Linked DNA regions of Mus musculus: region 1 is linked to region 2. Evidence: chromatin contacts called from public promoter capture Hi-C data. All regions are on one chromosome and are shown on one strand. Each heading gives the region's core, a stretch centred on a gene start, on an enhancer-like site or on the middle of the called end of the contact. The rest is flanking DNA. Distances are from core to core; before and after follow the strand shown.

Region 1 (6,176 bases), core at 621-3,120, 2.1 Mb after region 2:
GTTATCCCCTTTGAACACGTGGGTGGATTCTGGGGTATGGAAGTCAGGCTATCTAGCACCCATACCCACTGAGCAGTCTCCAGGCCTTCACTAAGCTGAACACAATGAACATCAGTACTATCAGAATCTCCATCTTAATCTTCATTATTATCTCCACATGTCTTTGATTTCATAGCTGGTGGAATGGTTTAGCTGTTTCTTGCATACAGGCAAAAGTGGAATGCTTTGAATTTTGAAGCGTCCAAAGGTCTCTCTGCTGACTTGAACAGAGGACTAAAGGTTATCGTCTTAAGTATTACTAGGAACACTAGGCCCCACAGTGAGTAAAGGAACTGGGTGGCTACAGTTAGTTCCTGGTGGACTTAAAGACACTTTATTTGTAAAGGCAACTGCAAGCAATACACCCAAGAGGAATGAGAGAGCACCAAGATTTCTCCTAATTCTGAATTGTTTTCTATTCCATTTCTTTAGGAAGAAATTGCCTTTTGATTCTCTCAGTACTTTCTAACAATATGAATACTCATAGAAGGAGAGGCAGGAATGAACACAAGACACTTCTAGCTATGTTACTTCCTATGTCACGAACTTCTTTTTTCTTTTGCAATGACCCATTGAACGTCTTTAAACTCGTTTGTCTGTGTCATGTAATCTTTGCCCAAAGAAAAATGAGAGTCAAACTCACCTATATAGTGGCAATGCCTAGCTTCCTTGTAGCCCAGAGAGTGGAAAGCGGTGATCACTCACACGTCTCCGATCTTGTACAGGAATACCTCCACAAAACTGATTAGGGAAATTCCCCTGGCATCCCCTCTTTATGTAAAAGTAGTTACTCTGAGGGCTGTTGGCGTACATGTGTGAGAGCCCTCAGAGAGCTCCACCCAGTTCCCACAGAAGTAGTCCCAGCCAACTGACTGCTCCCAAGTAACTCTCCAAGGCTCCAGGATGTGGCCACAGGAGACAGAGTTCCTGACGCAGTCTGGGAGTTGTGACGTCTCAACAGGAATTCCCATAGTGGCCCCCCACACCATTAGTGTGGGGGCAATGCAGAGAGGTTCCTCAACCCAATTTTAATAATCTTTACATTTATAACAATAGCAAACCCGAAAACAAGTATAAACACAACAAAGAAAATTGTGCCCAGCTCTCCAAACAGCATCTGCCCTACCTGTGAGTGCAAGCTTCAGAAGCAGGCAATTTAGCAGGAAAGAAACCCAGGGAACGCCACTTTATAACGGATCAATAGACCAAAAACCCACCACAGTGATCTAGTTATCAAATCAATGTCAGTTCCTGTCGTGGCCACACTTGAAAGAGCGCTCCCCCCCTCGCCCCCCCCCCCCGCGCCCTTTATGAGAACCACGCAGCTAGAGTCCCCAGACAGATTGGTTGACGACATCCAGTCCCCTCTTCACTAGCCTCCAGGGATCAGCTGGGCTATCATTATCTCCATCCCACAGGTTCCCAAATCTCATTCTGGTCTTCATTCCACTGGGTTGCCCTGGAGCCTTATGCCCTTCTCCGCTCCTGCTGCACAGCCCGGCCGTACCTGCATCTCCCCATCCGGGATCGCCACCCCAAACACCGGGATTGTGCGGGGACTGCCGGTCTTCGTCCTGCCGCCCGCCTCGGCGGCGTCGGCCGTGGTGGCCGAGGCCTCCGCGGTGGACATGGTTCGGGGTGGGAGCCTGAGGTCTTAGGTGCGTCCGCAGCCACGGACCCACGAGCCCTGGCAGAAAACACGCTGCTGAGCTAGGGAGGAGAAAGACCCCGAAAGTTCTGTCGTAACCCCCGCCGCAGCAACATAGCGGACATCCAACTGCTGTTAGTGCCCACAGGAGGACCAAGGCACCCAGCGCGCTCCAGTTGCTAACACAAGCCCGGGCGTTGCTAGGGGCGGGGCTTACGGAAGCTGGGAGAGCCAAACTTCACCAAAAGAGGGTCTGCTGGTGTGCGGCGCGGGAGACAAAGGAGACCAGTGACTGAGATCGCGGTATGCACTTAGTGTTTCAGTCTTGTAGCAATGGCCCTTGCTTAATAAGTGCCTGTGTGGGGCGGAGGAGTATGAGCTGGAGGTAAGATGCATTCTGAGGGATGTGATTGGCATAATCTTGAAATCTGAGCACTTTACCCTTTCTGCAGAGATAGGACCAGTCAGTGTAGCTTAATTTCCCAGGTGTGTGTGTGTATATATACATATATATATATATATATATATATATGTATATATACACACACACAAATATATATATATGTTGTACTTTTGTACTGGCCTAATTGAACAGTTAGACAAACAAATAAGGCATAGTACAGACTTTTGAAAATCTTTCGAGCAGTAGAGTGGTTGGGTGTCTAGTATGGCCTGGGATGGAAAGTTCTCGTTTTTGCAACCAGAGAAAGACACTGACATTCTTCACAGGATGTGTTCTCCAACCTGGCAAATCAACAGTCCAGTTTTGTAATTGTTTTTCTACGATAGCATTTATTTTATTCATTAGTAGGTTGAGAAGCAAGAGGGACAGAAGTCTCACGCACTTCATACTCAGTCGCCTTGTGATCTCTTCATAGAGTACAAACTTCATGCTACCATCTTCAGAAGGCTTACACTCTATGAAACAGTCTGGCCTGATCTTTCCCAGGAAGCCTGTATTTTTTCTGTTGTTTTAGATGTCACGCTTAGTGGCATGCTCTTTTTTTTTTGTCTTTTATTTTGTTTTGTTTTTTGGTGCTCACTGTATAGTTAGTGGAATTTATTGACGAAATAGCCCAACCATGTTATGCTACTGAGACTAAGGCAATTAAAAATTTGTACATAGCCACTAATTTGCTTACTTGCTGAGTGAAGGTGTGGCTGTGTGTCCCCAGCCTGTGACATGCTGGAGATGTAGGTAGGCATGTTTGTGAATACCTTGTCTGGTTCCAGTTTGCCTTTATAGTGAGTTCCCATGTGATGCTGATGTAGTTGGTCTGAAGGCCATACTCTTGGTCCTTCTAGTCAATATCATAGAAGGTGTTCAATAAGTGTTCATGAAAATGTCAAGGGCTAGATTTTGATTTAAGGTAAAATGAAAGAATTTTGTAAATTATCTAGATTAAGCATTTTAGATCCTTGCTACTCAAAGTGGTTTTCATGGGTTTCCTAACTGTGTGGCCATTAGGGGCTCGTCAGGAATGCAGAACTTTGCACCTCCTGGTGTGAATAATGCCCATTTTAACAAGTGTACATATAAAAACTAAGAAGCTCATGATGTGTAGTTTTTTGTTATTATTGTTTTGGAACAGTTTTACCAAAGTTAGCCATCTCAAAAGAAAAAGGAACTGGCTGGGGCTTCCTCTATTTGCAAATGGACTTGGTGACAATTATTTGTTTCACAGCATTTCTCCTTAGAAGTGCACCAAGGTTTATGTTTTCAAGAGCTTCGACTGTTTAAATGTGTGGATTTAATTTTAATTACTATTCATTGATCCCTGTTTATGATGATGCAGGTGAACATAGATGGATAAAAAGATTAATGTCTACCGAGATGTCCAATTACTTCAACAAAAGATCAATTAATAATAGAGAAACGCGAGAAATCAGGTCTACCCAGGGAATCGGAATGTTTCAGTGCGTCAATACATTGGCCGCTCGCAGAACGTAGCATCATGAAGATATGACTTAGTGCTTCTTAGAAGCACTTGTACATGTAAAACAAAGTTTTCATATATCAACCTAAATACAATTTGTACATTTAGAAGTAATGAACGAAGTTAAACATAGACTTAAACAAATTCAATACTAATATAATTCTTACCATTTTGTTTTTCACCGTGCCTCATTAGCAAGTTAGCAAAACTGCACTTATTCATTATCATGAATTACAAACATTTTGTAAGTATTTAAGTTACATGTGAATTTAATTCTCTCTAAACCAATGCTGCTTGTCCTAAATGTTCAAACAAAGATTATTACCTGCTGAGACAAAGTAGTTTGTTTAGAGAACTTTTATAGCATTATATTAAATATTATTAATATAGTGGGTTAGCTTTTGGGGAAATTTCTAGCAGAAGAGTGCTGGAATTTAATTTACTCATGCACTTTAAACAGTCTTTTTCATATTGACTTAGAGTTGCCAGCCTACAAACTAATCACCTCTGAAATTTATACATGACAAATGGAACAGAAAAGACAAGTAGAACAGCTACCCCTGAAGTCAGATACTCAAATCAAAAATGTATCCATAGTAATTCAGATTGCAGGTGAAGCCAGGGAACTGTTCCTATGTAGAGGACAAATGCAGTATGCAGTCACGGAGGAAATAAATTTATAACACCAGACAAAAAAGCAAAAACAAACAAAAGACCTGCTTCCACCAGATCAACTCTTTAGCTTTTGACACAGCAGTATCCCTATGAAGTGAAAACGTTCCTGCACATTTAGAACTATCAACTATGTACTGTGCTTACATGGTAGAGGGCAAAATGAAGGCCCCTAGATACAGGTTTTTATTGTAAAGTAGGATTCACTAGATACGCTTATTCTAATGACATCAAGTTGTATAAATTACCTCACTTCTGTGGATTGCATAGTCCTTGCATTTGTTATTGAAGTCTGCAGTAACAAATGCTTAAAAACAAAGATTTTCTAACAGTCCTGAAGGCTGGAAAATCAAGACCAAGGCTTTGTGTAGACCTTTTTTCTTGGCTTGCTATTTTCTTCCCTTTACGTCATGTGGCTGTCCATGTCCGTTTTCTACTTAAAAGGATGTCAGTCATATTGGATTAAGATTCACCCATTTGATCTCACCCCTATGATCTCTTTAGGCCAGTCTCCAAATACAGTCTTTTTTTTTTTTTTTTTTTAAGCGGTTGGGGGATAGGACTTACCATACAAGTTTTGGAAGACACAATTCAGCCCATAATAAATTTCACCATCTTTTAAGTTAAAATAAGAACTTTATGAACAGCCTGAATAATACACTATGTTTAGTTAAAGTAAGATTGGTATTATCACCTGTAGAATACTGATAATTTCCAGTGTGTAAATTGCGATGTTAATTTAATGCCTACTACTTTGCACTTGTTCAGTATGAATCTGTCACCAAGCCTCTCAACGCAATCTGGATTTAGAGCTTGCGAGGTCAGATGCCTACAACCACAAAGATAACTTTATTTCATACTCCATTTGCCAGTCAACAGCTCCACTTGAGCCTGCCTGTTTTCTGAGCCCTTCATAAACACACAGTGGGCATCACTTTATTTGGGACTGTTGTTTCTGAGGAGGGGAAAGGAAAAAGCGTAGATGTTGCTAAACCTGGCTTTGGAACAGGTAAAGCTAATTGGTAAGATTTATAGGATATTGCCATGAAGGTCTGCTGAATTGCATTTTGGAACATTCCATCTAGAGGAAACAAATGGATGGTAGATCTCCTAGTGCAATTTTATGTCGTGTCTCCTCAGTCAGGGTTTACCTTTCTTTCGGGATGCCATATTAGGAAAATAAAAAGGCCACGTAATATGTGTCCCATTCTTAAAATACATATGGTAAAAGGCTATTTATTGTTTGCCTGTAACTCAGTTTTCACTGAGAATCCTCTTCTGGTAACCTTGTCAGGATACACACTGAAGCATCTTCATGCAGATCCACGCAGAGTCCATTTCTCCTGCTCTGCTGTGTGTATGGGACCCTTCCACATGAAGCAGTGTGACACCGGTGATGGCAGCACCCTAGCAACTCCTCCCTAGGAGGACAGGGCAGCTCTGGGCCACTGGACAGGAGGCAAGCCAAAAAGGGAAGACAGTGATGGTGAGCAATGTGAGGCTCAGGCAGGAAGAAATAGGCACAGAAGAGAGGAATGGTATAATTTTCAATAGAAATGAGCCGTGTCCCTTTAAATATCTGCTGTAGAACAAACTGTATTAGACATGAGACACTTAGCAACACATAACACTATATTCCTGTCTTACAGAATAGCTTAAATATTGTAGGTACCCTCATCTAAAACATGCTCAATAAAATGAAATGATAGTCTTTAAATAGAATTTTCCTAAATGACTTCTGTGAAAACAAAGAGTCCCCTACCCTAGCAAAGCTATCAGTTGGATTGCTTTCTGGATGTCCTTTTAAAAGCAAAGACCAAAATATTAAATGAAACATTCAAGTTATTCAGTAAGATAGAAAAGCAGAATGAATAAAACAT
Region 2 (5,960 bases), core at 99-2,598:
AAATGACAGCAACAGGAATAAGATTTTAACAGGAGTTCTGCTTAACTTGTACATACCTTGCACTCTGTAATTTCACAAATTTAATGAGATAAACTTCTGTAAAATCTTCCGCTGGGTATTCATCTAGAGCGTTATACTGTTCAATCGCACCATACAGAGCAAAACGCTCAACTAATTCCTTCATGGCTCCCACTGCAGGAACTCCTTGTATTAGTAAGTACTGAGACTCCAAATTGATTGTATATACCTAAAGTCAAAGGAGACCTCGTTAAATGTACTCTTCAAACAAGCCTATGGCAAATCGGTCCTCCCACCCCCTTTTAAATGGAGCTTTGAAAACAAGAAACAATCCGGTCTGCAAAACATACACACTAAACTGTCACTCTTCTGCCTAAAGACTACCACACTCCACATAAGGGTATCTGACTAAACCACTTAACAGACGTCTTTTCCAAAAGCTGACTCCAGAGAGGTTAATGTAAACAGCCACTGAACACTCACTCACCCTGGGCTTGCCCTGTGAGAAGCGCTATTGTAAACACATAGGATACAAAGCTAAAAATAGTGGGTTGGAGGTTTGGTAAGCAGCTAACCGAGGGTAGTGATAACCTTTGGTACCGGGGCCCGGGTTCTTCGTGCCCCCTCCACTTAGAGATGGATCTCACAACATCCCTGCCATGCCTTTATGGAGGCAGGCCTTGGGGAGCTAGTGCTCACAGGAATTTAGTGTCCCTGCCGAGGGGAGAGAAGAATCCGAGTCACTCTACCTTGACCGCGCGAGGGCGTCGGCCCTCCCGGTATTTGGCCCGCGAGTCACACACAGCCGTCTGGACGTGGTGATCGAATACGCCACCAGGTTTCCCGTCACTGGATGCCATCTTGCCGGCTCTAGTCCCCCGCGCCAGAACAACATCCGCCAGCCGCGCTCCTCTGAGTCCAATAAGAGAGCAGGATGGACCAGGCGTGCTAGGATTGGCTGAAGGATCGACCCCATCGACGATCATCTCCTGAGAGCGAGAATTCGACGAGCGACGTGCCGCCCCCTAGAGCTTCGGAGGTGGCCCGAGGGTGACAGCGGCCGGGCGTGGGAAGAGGGGGGCGGGCCTGATCGATGTTCTCGGGTTCCGACGCTCTCACCTGACGAGAAGCCGGTGGACTCCGCTCTCCGGTGAGAGTTGAACCTTGGGACAATGTGGAGCAGCGATCGCTTAGCGGGTGCGGGGTCTGGTGGGGCGGTCGTGACGGTGGCCTTCACGAATGCTCGGGACTGCTTCCTGCATCTGCCGCGGCGCCTCGTGGCCCAGCTTCACCTGCTGCAGGTAACGCGCTGGCGGGACGCGGACACCACTGACGTCTCGTGGGACTAGGGTCAGCTGACACCTTTTCCTGCAGGGACATCGTCTGCCACCGACCCCGAGCTGAGGCGTGAGCGAGGGCCCCCTGCGGGCATGGCGTGGAGTGGCAGCGTGTGCATCCACACCACGGCTAGTGTATCCTCAGACCCTACCGTGGAATTCCTAGTGCACCCCTTTAACTCGGTTAAAGCAAGCTGAGCATGCAAGGGTTCTGCCCCAGCAGTCAGAAGCGGCCCTCACTCAAGGATGGAAAGTTCTAGAGAGCTCTTACAGGTTTGCTTACAGGTTGCTAAAGCATTATCCTGCCAACGAGTTGCCGGTGCAGCGATAGAGGTGTTGAGTGGCAGACTTGGTTTGTAGATTACCAAGGTTTCCAACCTGTGCGAAAGGTTAATAAAAGGATAGATAGCTCTCCCTGCTCCGGAGGACTTCGAACATAGCAAGAATATGTGCGGCGAGGGAGGTGGGGCGGGGTGACAAGGTGATGGAATTATTCACACCCCACACTTTCACCTCGGTAGCTAGGATTACTTGGACCTCAGCGAGCTGTCTGGATTCTGTCATTATGGTGTTTCAAGGCTATTAACCATCGGTGGAAATACAGCATCCATATTTTCCTAAGAGTGAGCAGAAATAGACTCTCTTAGTTTGAGTGTATTCATGGGGTTAGAGTATTTGAAATCTAAAATCCTAGATGCATGGTACCTGAACACTGGGTCATAAAAAAAATATACAAGAGTTTGAAATGACTTCAAGTATTCTACCTTTATTTCCTCTTTGCTACATTTATCTTGCTTTTACAGTCCACCTATCAGAACACACCAATTTCATCAGAACCATTCTTACTGTTAGTTTATCTCCACCAAATATTCTCTAACTCTCTGGTTTGCTTTCTGGTGACTGAAAGGAATCATTCACTGTTACCAAATCCCAGCTTGGATCATTATTCCCTGTCATTTCTGATGGGGATTTTTCAGTGTATTTTCAAATCTCAAATTAAGCTTACCACCCCATGAGTTTAGAAAAATGCTTCCTTATGGTCGCTAAGAATTTGAACCTGACATGTTGTTGCTTCCTTGGATTCATCACTGTTTAGGAATTACATAGTCTTGGTCTTTATTATTATTTTTATTATTATTTGAGAAGTGAAGAAGTAAAATACTAAGCATTTGGATTAAGTCTTGCATGCTTATATCTAATCTTTATTGTTTATAGAAAGGTGGAGCTAGATACACATGAGGTTTCCTGTCCTGGTTTTTTGTTTTGTTTTGTTTTGTTTTGTTTGTTTTTTTCGAGACAGGGTTTTTCTGTGTAGCCCTGTCTGTCCTGGAACTCACTTTGTAGACCAGGCTGGCCTCGAACTCAGAAATCCGCCTGCCTCTGCCTCCCGAGTGCTGGGATTAAAGGCGTGCGCCACCACGCCCAGCTTCCTGTCCTGGTTTTGTGTAGTATTAATATGACTTTTGTTGAGAGGTCATTGCTTTTAGCAATTACTTGGTATGATACCATAAACTGACCATAACTTATATAACTGCTCACCATGATTAACTTTTGAACTCAACTTTTAGAAATTTAAAGTGACAGCTATGTTTTGCTGAAACTGTAAAGTGTTGTTGCTTATGGATCATTTTCATTTTTGGTTATTTAGAATTCCCAAAATAATTGTCTTAGTCAGGGTTTCTACTGCTGCGATGAAACACTGTGACCCAAAGTATGCTGGGGAGGAAAAGGTTTATTTGACTTACACGTCACATTGTAGTCCATCATTAAAGGAAACCAGGATAAGAAGTCAGGCAGGACAGGAAACTGGAGGCAGGAGTGTGTGCAGAGGTCATGGAGGGCTGCTGCTTACTGGCTTGTTCCTAATGGCTTGCTCAGCCTGCTTTCTTATAGAACCCAGGGCTACTAGGGGTGTTACCACCCACCATTGGCTGGCCCTACCCCATCAGTCACCAATTAAGAAAATGCCGTACATGCTTGCCTGCCGCTGCATCTTATGGAGATATTTTCTTAGTTGACATTCCCTCCTCTCAGATAGCTTAGTTTGAAACACATTAACAAGAAACTATCCTCCTGGTAGTGGTGGCTCACACCTTTAATCCCAGCACTCAGGAGGCAGAGGCAGGTGGATTTCTGAGTTCGAGGCCAGCCTGGTCTACAAAGTGAGTTCCAGGACAGCCAGGGCTACAGAGAAACCCTGTCTCGAAAAACAAAACAAAATAAAACAAAAACCCAAGAAACTATCCAAGACAAATTGGCCCAGAAGCATAGATAAGTATGAAAGCAGAAAGGTTCGTGTGTTGGGAATCATCTCATTTGACCTGAAGTCCTAAATATGTAACAGGGATACGAAGTTAGTGGGAGGAAGAGTTACAACAGTGACCTTTATCTGATTTACCTCAGGGTTTTCAGAATCCAAATAGTCTGGTTGTTCCGCAAACTTACTGAACCAGAATCTATGAGGAATCAACTTTTAAAAGACGTAATAAATCTTCAGGTAACTTACATGCACAGAGTTGAGAGCCGAGGCTATAGAACATGAAAGGTTAACAGTGAAAGGACCTGAGTTATCTAGGTTATTTAGAATTGTCTGAGGCAGAGTTCATTTTCAGGAAGCTAACGTGTGCTCTTGTCTGCCCTGTGTCAGCTCCACTAGCCTGCCACTGTTTCTCACCTGACTCTGCTCCTTTGCTGGTTCTATGCCCACTCTCACCAAAGTCTCCTTCCTTTCATATAAACCCAGGTCTTTAACAATGGTATAGTCCTTCTCCCCCACAACTCTGTGGTTGCCCATGGCTGTGTATGTTTCATTTGTTACATACTATCTTGTTTCAAACATGTCTTCCTTTGTTCATTCAAGTCCTTATTTAAGGACTGGGTGTACCAAGTAGATATTTAACTTAGAAGTTCTCAGTCATACTGGTCAACCCCTTACTTCTTGGTCGGTTTTCTATTATTGTAGGGTCTGATTATATAGCCCTGGCTGGCTTGGAACTCTTTATGTTGATCAGGCTGGCTTTAAACTCACAGAGGCCCACCAGCTTCCACCTCCTGAGCATTGGGATTAAAGATGTGAGCCACCATGCCTGGTTTGTAAGATACTTAAGGCCATCATGACCCCTGTTGACTAGTCATGGGTGGTGTCTCCCATTGTTAACACCTCAACCCATGTCCTTGAGGGACACAGCCACTCTCAGGTAAGAACCGCTGCTCAGTCACCCTCTGTATATTTTAAGCTCAGCATATGCTGTGATTGCAACAGAGAAGGGATTCCTACTGACACCAAGTGCAGAAAATGGATCTACACCTCACCCAGAAGGTGATGACAAGTGTGCAGACTTGTCGTTTCCTTGTGTTAGCAAGAGATAGCCCAGGCCTTAGACCTAGGCACACCTGAGGCGTTTGAATGTATAGATTCACCTGATTGTTTCTTCTGTGGTGATGTTGATAACACAGTGTGGGCCAACGTCAACAATCAGTGCACTTCTTGATTAGGTTCCTAAGGGGTTCTGTTCTATGACTTCCATCTATCGGAAGGCTTCTGTGGTTCTAATGGAAACCAAGGTACAAATCAGCTTAGAACATTAGTTTGCCAAACCTCACTGAGTGCAGCTCATGACACTGCAGCTAGTAACTACATTTTGACCAAAACCAAATGACTGAAATGTTTTTCTTGTCTGATAAAGTTGTTTTTTTTTCTTTTGCTTTCCCAGTAGCCTAGTAGATAGATATTTTAGACATTTCATGATGTACTTTATATTTCTTTCTTTAATGTATGTCTCTGGTTTTAAAGCTTTCTTACGAAATAGAGGGCACTGAGTTGTATCAGCAACTTATGAAACCACCTAAAAAGTGCCTGGGGCTCTGTTACCTTTGCCCTTGAAACCTAGACAGTGGCCCAGGACTTCTGACTCCAAAACCAGGGCTTGCTTTTGCTTTGTCAAACTGCTTAGTTGAATTGAGCTTTGCCAGCAGAAACAGTTGCATCATTGCTTGGAAACTGTGAGAAGAATTATGCAGCTAAAGGACAAACAGTGGCTTTTGTTTTGTATTTTGTTCTTTCCAGACAGGGTTTCTCTGTGTAGCCCTGGCTGTCCTGGCACCCACTGGGTAGACCAGGCTGGACCTCAGAGATCTCCCTGCCTGTGCTGGGATTAAAGGAGAACTTTCTTATGTACAGAAGTTTACTAGTGAGCGTGTTTGAGAGCCGTGTTGCCTAAGACTCCTGTATTCTTTGCTATTTGTTCTAAGAAACATGGAATGCTGAAATTTGATATAAATGAGAGAGTTTGGCTTCACTATTTTAAGGTTAGTGAATTTATTTCGAAATGAATTTCATAACACGTAGGCTTCCTGAGATAACAAGTCTTCAGGACTCTCCATCAAGGTGCTTGCTGATGTTTCTTAGAAGTGGTAAGTGTGTGGAGTGCTTGTGATGTAATGGCAGATGGGGAAAGCATATGACATCCTGGCCATAACATGTAAACGCATGAATCATTGACTGAAAAAGGCTAGCAAGAAGCATACAGAATAGTTCATGTGATTGTGTCTCCCTCCAAGTGCACATATTTCCCAAGGTTCCTGGGCAGATAATTGTTTTGGTTT

The links. Promoter capture Hi-C pulls out the DNA fragments that hold promoters and counts their contacts.
Region 1: a contact with region 2 is called in a promoter capture Hi-C map of embryonic stem cells, with 3 times the contacts expected there. The contact joins the promoter of Cfap69 here to the promoter of Rbm48 in region 2. A contact is called at or near these places in 2 of 39 promoter capture datasets (cranial neural crest and embryonic stem cells).

What each region holds. Positions count from the first base shown.
Region 1 is chr5:5,662,362-5,668,537 of GRCm38.p6, forward strand. Cfap69 (cilia and flagella associated protein 69) reads right to left here and starts at 1,871. Exons shown (of 23, transcript NM_172447.2): 1 at 1,547-1,871. The coding sequence starts at 1,669. Steap2 (six transmembrane epithelial antigen of prostate 2) reads right to left here. Exons shown (of 6, transcript NM_001103156.2): 6 at 2,468-6,176. It overlaps Gm40262 (a long non-coding RNA gene), which reads left to right and starts at 2,016. Exons shown (of 3, transcript XR_868231.3): 1 at 2,016-2,072.
Region 2 is chr5:3,595,199-3,601,158 of GRCm38.p6, forward strand. It overlaps Rbm48 (RNA binding motif protein 48), which reads right to left and starts at 1,349. Exons shown (of 5, transcript NM_172991.4): 1 at 768-1,349; 2 at 57-247. The coding sequence starts at 1,004. Pex1 (peroxisomal biogenesis factor 1) reads left to right here and starts at 868. Exons shown (of 24, transcript NM_001293806.1): 1 at 868-1,319. The coding sequence starts at 1,191.